Linked DNA regions of Anas platyrhynchos: region 2 is linked to region 1. The links are chromatin contacts, called in public Hi-C maps. All regions are on one chromosome and are shown on one strand. The core of a region is the stretch at or near the end of the contact, and the rest is flanking DNA. Distances in the headings are between cores, read along the strand shown. Region 1 has its middle 7.6 kb from the start of DENND3. Region 2 holds the start of RPLP1 (ribosomal protein lateral stalk subunit P1).

What was found. A called contact is a pair of places that touch in the nucleus more often than the background predicts.
Region 2: a contact with region 1 is called in a Hi-C map of small yellow follicle, with 2.1 times the contacts expected there. The contact joins the promoter of RPLP1 here to the enhancer-like site in region 1. A contact is called at or near these places in 2 of 8 Hi-C or Micro-C datasets (small yellow follicle and subcutaneous adipose tissue).

What each region holds. Positions count from the first base shown.
Region 1 is chr2:3,976,547-3,980,111 of IASCAAS_PekinDuck_T2T, reverse strand. No RefSeq gene overlaps it. Among named protein-coding and RNA genes, the nearest start is that of DENND3, 7.6 kb to the right of the region's middle. Within about 2 kb of position 1,806, at least 4 of the 8 cell types and tissues checked have an H3K27ac peak or open chromatin away from gene starts, as enhancers often do. A contact at or near this core is called in small yellow follicle, where this site is marked.
Region 2 is chr2:4,231,124-4,234,883 of IASCAAS_PekinDuck_T2T, reverse strand. RPLP1 (ribosomal protein lateral stalk subunit P1) reads left to right here and starts at 1,433. Exons shown (of 4, transcript XM_027452747.3): 1 at 1,433-1,616; 2 at 1,741-1,815; 3 at 1,918-2,035; 4 at 2,474-2,595. The coding sequence starts at 1,545. The coding sequence ends at 2,553.

The DNA.
Region 1 (3,565 bases), core at 557-3,056:
AAAAGAGCACATCCTGATACCCATATGCACTTGAACAAATCCCATCACGAGTTCCACAGTGCTGTTCATGTGCTTTCAGTGCTCAGAGCATGGCTCATAAAGTTCATTACCTGCTGTGGTGGGTTTGATCTCAGCTGGCTGCCGGACTCCCACCAGCTGCTCTCGCACTCCCCCTCCTCAACAGGACAAAGTGAGAAAAACAAGACAGAAAATTTTGTGGGTTGAGATAAAGTCGGGGGGATCATGTACCAATGATCGCCACAGACAAAGCAGACTCAACGTGGGGAAGATTCATTTAGTTAATTGCCAATTAAAAATAGAGCAGGATGGTGAGAAACAAAACTAAAAACGCCTTCCCCCTGCAGCTCACAGCTGCCATGTGGGGTTTTTGCCCTTTCTTCTGAAATGTTATTGCAGAGGTGCAAGCAGAAACACTGATGAGCTCAGCTCTGGGCTGCAGTGGGTGCATTTTGGAGAACAAAGAATCACAGAATGGGTTGGGTTGGAAGGGACCTTAAAGCCCATCTAAATCTAGCACCCTGCCATGGGCAGGGACACCTCCCACCAGCCCAGGTTGCCCAAAGCCCCATCCAGCCTGGTCTTGAGCACCTCCAGGGATGGGGCATCCACAGCTTCTCTGGGCAGCCTGTGCCAGGACCTGAGCACCCTCTGAGTGAAGAATTTCTTCCTGATGTCTACCTACCCTCTTTTAGAGGTGGCTGGAGCTGGCTCTGCTCAAGCAAAACTTGATGAAGACACCCAATGCACCTGCTTTTATGGAGAGAAGAATCAGAAAAAAATCAAATGTGAAGTGATCTCTGAAGGTCTCGAAGTGCAATCCCCTGCTCCAAGCAGGGCTGACATGGAAATTAGATCAGGTTGCTCAGCAACAGGAATTTCACAACCTCCCTTTCTCAATTAAAAAGGAGAAAAATCTGGATGGGTGGATGATTGCAAGAGTGGAAAGCAGAGCCTAGTTTGCAATTCAGACCTGAGAGTGCCTGGATGCCAGGAAATTGGAGCCGCAGGAAGAGACACGTGCCATGAGTATTGGCAACCACACAGCTTGTGGTGTTCCTCACAGCTATCATTAACTGCTTCCATTCTGCCTCAGGGCAGAATGGGCAATGAGGGCGAGGAAAGGTGGAGAGCACGTTCCCTAAGGCAAAGCCTGGGAGCTCATCCTGCCTTCAGAGGTCTGGATTCAGATGGCTTTAGGTTCTCCTGCAGTGCAAGTGCTAATGACTTCTACAGAAACCCTTTTTACAACTCCTTTGTAAAACGTAAGGGAAACGTGTTATGCAGAGTCAATGAGGTGAACCTGAAAAAAAATAATGACCTCAGCCTCCTTCCTGACCTGTATCTTTTATACAAACCTTGCTCCTGCCATGGGACATGGGATGAATTTAAGCGGAAGATCTGGGATGGAAAACTCCGGGGAAAGTCATGAAGAGCTGGGTTTGCTCTTTGTGCCTTGAACAGAATGGGAAAGTAGAACTCGGCACCTGCTGCTTGGGCAGTGGCCACCTCTGAATCATCATCTCACACACCTTCTCCCTCTTCCTTCCCAGAAGCTGAAAGGGTAAGCAGAGCTTTTCAGAGCTCTGTCGTATGCTGCAGGGGTAGCCAGAGCCGTGGATGTTTTGTTATCAGAAAGTTGGCTGTCTGGAGCTGGCTTTGCTGTCTGAAATGAGACTGGTGGTGAAAGATAATAAGGGGAAAACATTGCCTGGCGATACGAGGGAGATGTGGTTAGAATTAATATGAAAACAAGGCTGCAAATTCTGCATATTTATGCAATCACTTGTCTGGAGGATGTGGATGTTATATTTAAGTTCTGGTATTTATTTTAATTTCACAGAACTGCACACCATCTGTACTCAGAGAATAAAGACAAAACAAGCCCTTGTTGCCCGGCTGTTGGTTTTGTAAGCTCTTCAGACCAGACGCTGTGCCATAGGTCTGCAGGATGTTTGGCATCAAGGGTGTCTCGAGCCCTCTAGTGTACCTGGGTGTTAGCAAAAATAAAGCAGAGTACGAAAATATCCCATGAGGGATCCAACAGCTGGCTCCGTGCTGAATTACAGATGCTGCTTGGTGCCAAAGCCTTTGTGCTGTTTATGTTTAGGGGCTGCTTTTTGGCTGAGCAGGAGAACAGAAGGCTTGGCTGCTGTTATTTCACGAGGTTTAGATAGGCCAGGATCACTTGGAAACTCCAGCTGGGGGCCGCTTTCTCTGAAGCAAAATTTACTGCTTTTAAAAGATGTTAATTTAAAAATAAACGCAGCTTTTATAGCATATTGTAAATGTGCTTCGCAGCACGGTGCCCTGCAGCACTCTTCTAGTCATTGCTTTATTAATAGCCCCTGTGATTCCTCCCTGGTGCACTCAGACTGCTCCTGTTGCAGTAACTCTACAGACTTCCATGTTGAGATTCAAGTTTTGCTTCAGTTCGAGAGGCTGAATGTTTCTGGACACTACATAAATAAATTACCTTCTTTCCTTTTGAAGTCTTATCATAATTACATGATTTTCAGGGGTAGTCGTGCATGTCGTTATGAAGAGGCGATTGTAAAACGACCTCCCTTTTGGTGCAGTACAGGCCACAGCAAAATGATGTATTCCACATGTATTTCGATGCCTCCCCACCTGAGGCTTTTACAGCCTGACATTGCAATGCTGTAATGACTTCTGTGGGCTTGATCCTAAGGAAGAAATTAAGGGCTGGAGGCTTAATTTTAAAAAAGATGCAGCAAACGAGCTTATCAATATATAAAACATGTGGATGAGATCAAAACTTAGGCTACTGGAGGAAGACCGAAGCTGTTATAACCTGTTTGCTCTTTCTGACACTTGATAATTGCATCTAAGGTTCATCTGTCTGGGGTATGACCCTTCTTTTACGATTTTCAGTCACTTCCTTTTACGCTGGGTTGTATTACTTCATCTCGTAGAGCCATTGTATTTAGGTGGTTTTCTGCTCTTCGAAGATTTGAGGTAAATCAACTTTGAAAAATTCTCCAAGCACCAAGGAAAGATAAATTGAAATAAAGACAGACAGTGTTACCTTCAGCTGGGCCAGAAAAGAAAGCCTCATGCCTTTGATGAATAATTCACCCTTGTAGATACTCTCTCTGCTCTTTAACTAACAGGATAGCCTACAGAAAAATGAAATTCCCATCATAGAGGAACAAACAAGAACCACAGAAAACAAGACAGAGGGGACACACTGCCAGGTAAATTTACCATCCCCGACTTCGGCATTTCTTTATTTATAATATCAGGAAAAATGCAGCATAAAAAACAAGCACAGACCATGGGCGATGCTTCTACTATCGTATTTTTTCTTTGCAAACCCAGCTATGTGTGGAATCTTCCTTGGTCTTGGGGCAGTGCAGGCTGCTTGCTCTCATGTTCAAAGTTGCCCTATGATGTCCGCATGCAAATGAGGGATTTTGAAGCAGTTAACTGGAGTTAACTATTTACCAGAAGTCACGTTATGTCCAGTTTCAGTCACACACGACACAGCAGTTCGTGTCTAATTGTTATATTTGACCCGTCGGGT
Region 2 (3,760 bases), core at 184-2,683, 260 kb before region 1:
ATGGTGGTCCTCCTGCATTGGCAATTGACAACTACAACTACAACTTCCTCGTAAGGGGGTGTCGAGAGGCAGGAGACCTTTTCTCCATTAACACCAGCGACAGGACCCGCGGGAACGGGGTTAAGCTGAGGCAGGGGAAGTTTAGGCTTGACATCAGGAGGGGGTTCTTCACAGAGAGGGTGGTTGCACACTGGAACAGGCTCCCCAGGGAAGTGGTCACTGCACCGAGCCTGACTGAATTTAAGAAGAGATTGGACTGTGCACTTAGTCACATGGTCTGAACTTGGGTAGACCTGTGCGGTGTCAAGAGTTGGACTTGATGATCCTTAAGGGTCCCTTCCAACTCAGGATATTCTATGATTCTATGATTCTATGACAATTCCCCTTGCTTCCTTCTGCTTCAGCAAGTCATTCTTCAGTTCCCTCTCCCATATACACGAACATAATCTGGGATCTGTTTAGGAGAAATCTTACAAGATAAGGTTGGGTCTCCTGCAGGTGTTTTTTTTAGCCTTTCCACAAGCTGCACATTTACAGAGGTGCTGTTGGAGTTGCTCAGAGACTCCAACGCCCTTAAGCAAACTCCAGTTTCTGCTTCCAGATATTTCGAGCATAGCTGTAGCCTACACAAGAACTTCCTTCTAACTAGATCTGTGAGTTCATTTGCCTGAAAATTACATTTTTCAGTCACCTGCAAGCGAAGTGCTGCAACATTCAGCATTCACCATCTCCAGCAGTAAGTAGCATCTGATCCCCATCCAGTGAAACTTGGAGATGCTTCGAATTATGAGGAAGGGATGGGTAAAAGATGCATTGAACGCTGTCATTTTAAGGTTCTAAATACTATATCTTTTTGCAAATCCTTAAATTATTCTGCTCAAGCTTGATTTTGAAAATTTTATTTACAGATTGCGAACACCAGCCTACAAAAAAAAAAAAAAAAACACACATATTTTAAGTAACTTTACCCTTGTCTGGGTATTGATTGATCACATATAAATAGCAGAGGGGGAAATGCTGGAGTTTGCTAAGGTTACAAAGTCACCTAGAAGTGGGAATTGATCACAAATGGCTCTTTCCACATCGTTATTTTATTTATTTATTTATTTTTACACACGTGCGTTCAGGCAAGCAACGTCACCCTAAGGTGCCAGCCACCCAGGTGCCACCCACGAGGTTTGGATGCGTTTTTGGGGCAAAACGGTGCCAAATCGCGACCCCTCGTGGCGCAGGCCGGCGGGCGGCGCCTCAGCCCCAGCCCGCCCTCAAGCGTGAGGGGGGCAGCGGGAAATGGCCGCCGCCTCGCCTCCTCCCGCCCCCCCCGCCGCGATTGGCGGAGCTCCTCTCCTCCCCGCTCTCGGATTGGCCAGCGGCGCTGTCATCTCCTCGTTCGGCTCTGCGATTGGCTGAGGTCACTGATATAAAGCCGCCCCTCAGCGCCGGGCGCCCTTTCCTCGCTGGCCGCACAAGGTGCTGTGTCCTTCACACGAAGCTAAGGCCGTTCCACCCCGGCGACTGGCACCGCGCCCCCCAACCACCACACCATGGCCTCCGTCTCCGAGCTCGCCTGCATCTACTCCGCCCTCATCCTGCACGACGACGAAGTCACCGTGACGGTGAGTGCAAGGCCCCGGCGCCACAAGATGGCGGCCGGCCGCGGCATGGCGGCGGCGGCCTCCTCCTCCTCCTCCCCCTCCTCCTTCCCTCGGAGCCGTCTCCTCAGCGCCGGCCTCGTTGCAGGAGGACAAAATTAACGCCCTCATCAAGGCGGCCGGAGTCACCGTGGAGCCCTTCTGGCCGGGGCTGTTCGCTAAGGTAAGGGGGGGGTGGATGGGGAAGGGGGCTCTGGGGGGGGGGGAGGGTGAAGCGAAGCTCGCCCCGCGTTAACGAGGCCGTGCCGGGTGCTTTTCTTCTCAGGCTTTAGCCAACATCGACATCGGCAGCCTCATCTGCAACGTGGGAGCCGGCGGCGGGGCTCCGGCTGCGGCTGCTCCTGCGGGAGGGGCTGCGCCGGCGGGCGGCGGGGCTGCCCCGGGTAAGTGGGGTGCTGGGATGGGAGCTGCTGGGTGAAACCTTGGGCTGAGATGTTCTTAGGAAGTTTGGGAGGCAGCGTGCGGGTGGGAGGGAGCAGAACCACGCCTCATGCTTAGTAATAAGGCTGGAGCCTTTCAATTAAGCACGTGGTGCTGGGGTTACCTCAGAGGCACAGGCTGCCTATAAAAGCTGTGACTGCCCCATCCCTGGAGGTGCTCAAGGCCAGGCTGGATGATGCCCTGAGCAACCTGATGCAGTGGGAGGTGTCCCTGCCTGTGGCATGGGGTTGGGACTAAATGATCTTTGAGGTCCCTCGCACCCCAGGCCATTCTGTGATGAATAAGCTGTCACCATCCAGGTTTTGCTTCCTGATGTTAAGTCCTCCAGCATGTGACTTATGAATTGGTGCAAAAAATTCTCACTGCTTTTTCTTTTATAGCTGAAGAGAAGAAAGAAGAGGAAAAGAAAGAGGAATCAGAGGAATCTGATGATGACATGGGCTTTGGTCTTTTTGACTAATTAGTTTTGTACCTGCCTGTAATAAAGAAGCATTGAACTGTTTGGTTGTCTCTTAAATGCTGGAAGGGAGCGGATGAAGGTTGGCCACACTCCCTGCAGTCCCCAAAACAGCTGCCACTGAATGCAGGCCTAGGGTTTAACTACTCCCTGTGTTGGTTCTTCATCCCCAGCAGCAGCAGAGGCGTAGCACAGAGCCAGTTACAGCTCCTAACTGCATTCCCAGCATGTGGATAGAGGTGTAAACACAGCTGCAGTGAGCATGGGAGGTGTGGAGGTTTAGAAGTGTTACTGCTTGGTGTGCTCCCTGTGCTGTGAGCTCTTGGGATGCTGCAGCACCCCACCAACTCCTAGCTAGGAGCTAGGAATTCCTTCCTAGGAGCAGTTAGAGGCTGGGGCACAACTGTGGGCCTTTCACAGTGGAGAGCAGTTGAGAATGTTTTGGAGAAGGCTGAAATTCGTATCTGAAGGCCCTTGTCTGGGGTTAAAACTCTGTAGTTTCTCATGTAGAGCTGTAATTTAAGGAGTAGATGAAAAAAGTCTTTGCAATACTCAAAGCTTCAAGCCTGGGGTGTATGAGGTACAGAGGGTGCAGAATGTTTTGCTTCCCCAGGGAAAAAATCAAGGAGCATCACTGAAAAAACAGCTGTGTTGAAGGGTAACGTACAAATGGAGTGATGTAAAAGTATTATGAAAACTTCTGAATTGGGCTTATTCTATGAGTCAAAGTGAGGGCTATCTTTAAGTGTGTCAAAATATGAAATGAAAGGCAGTAATAAAGCATTCTGTATGTTTAAAGGAATACTCAAAAGCTGTATTGGAGGGTTGTGGTGCATCTGGTTGAATGGTAGTAGCACTACGCTGCCCCATCCCACAAAACCCAGGACTTTTCCTGGGGAAGATGCAGGCACCTGGGGAAATGAGGTCTGGTCTTGATGGGGGACTCCAGGTAGCAGCAGATCCTGCAACTGTATTGCTGCTGAGAGCTTCCGCCACCTCCATCAAAGAAAAAGGGATTTTAAAAGTAGGGGAATGTAAGAAGTGACACCCCATAATCACAAATAGTTCATTTTGATGGCAGGTAGCACTGGCTGACTTGTTCTGTGCTTAGAAATAAAACTGCTTTAGGGAAAAGGACTAAAAATTTTTTGATTTCTTCCTTGGCTGCTCGCTGTAACTTCTAAAACCTCAGGGAAAGGGAGGGAGGGCT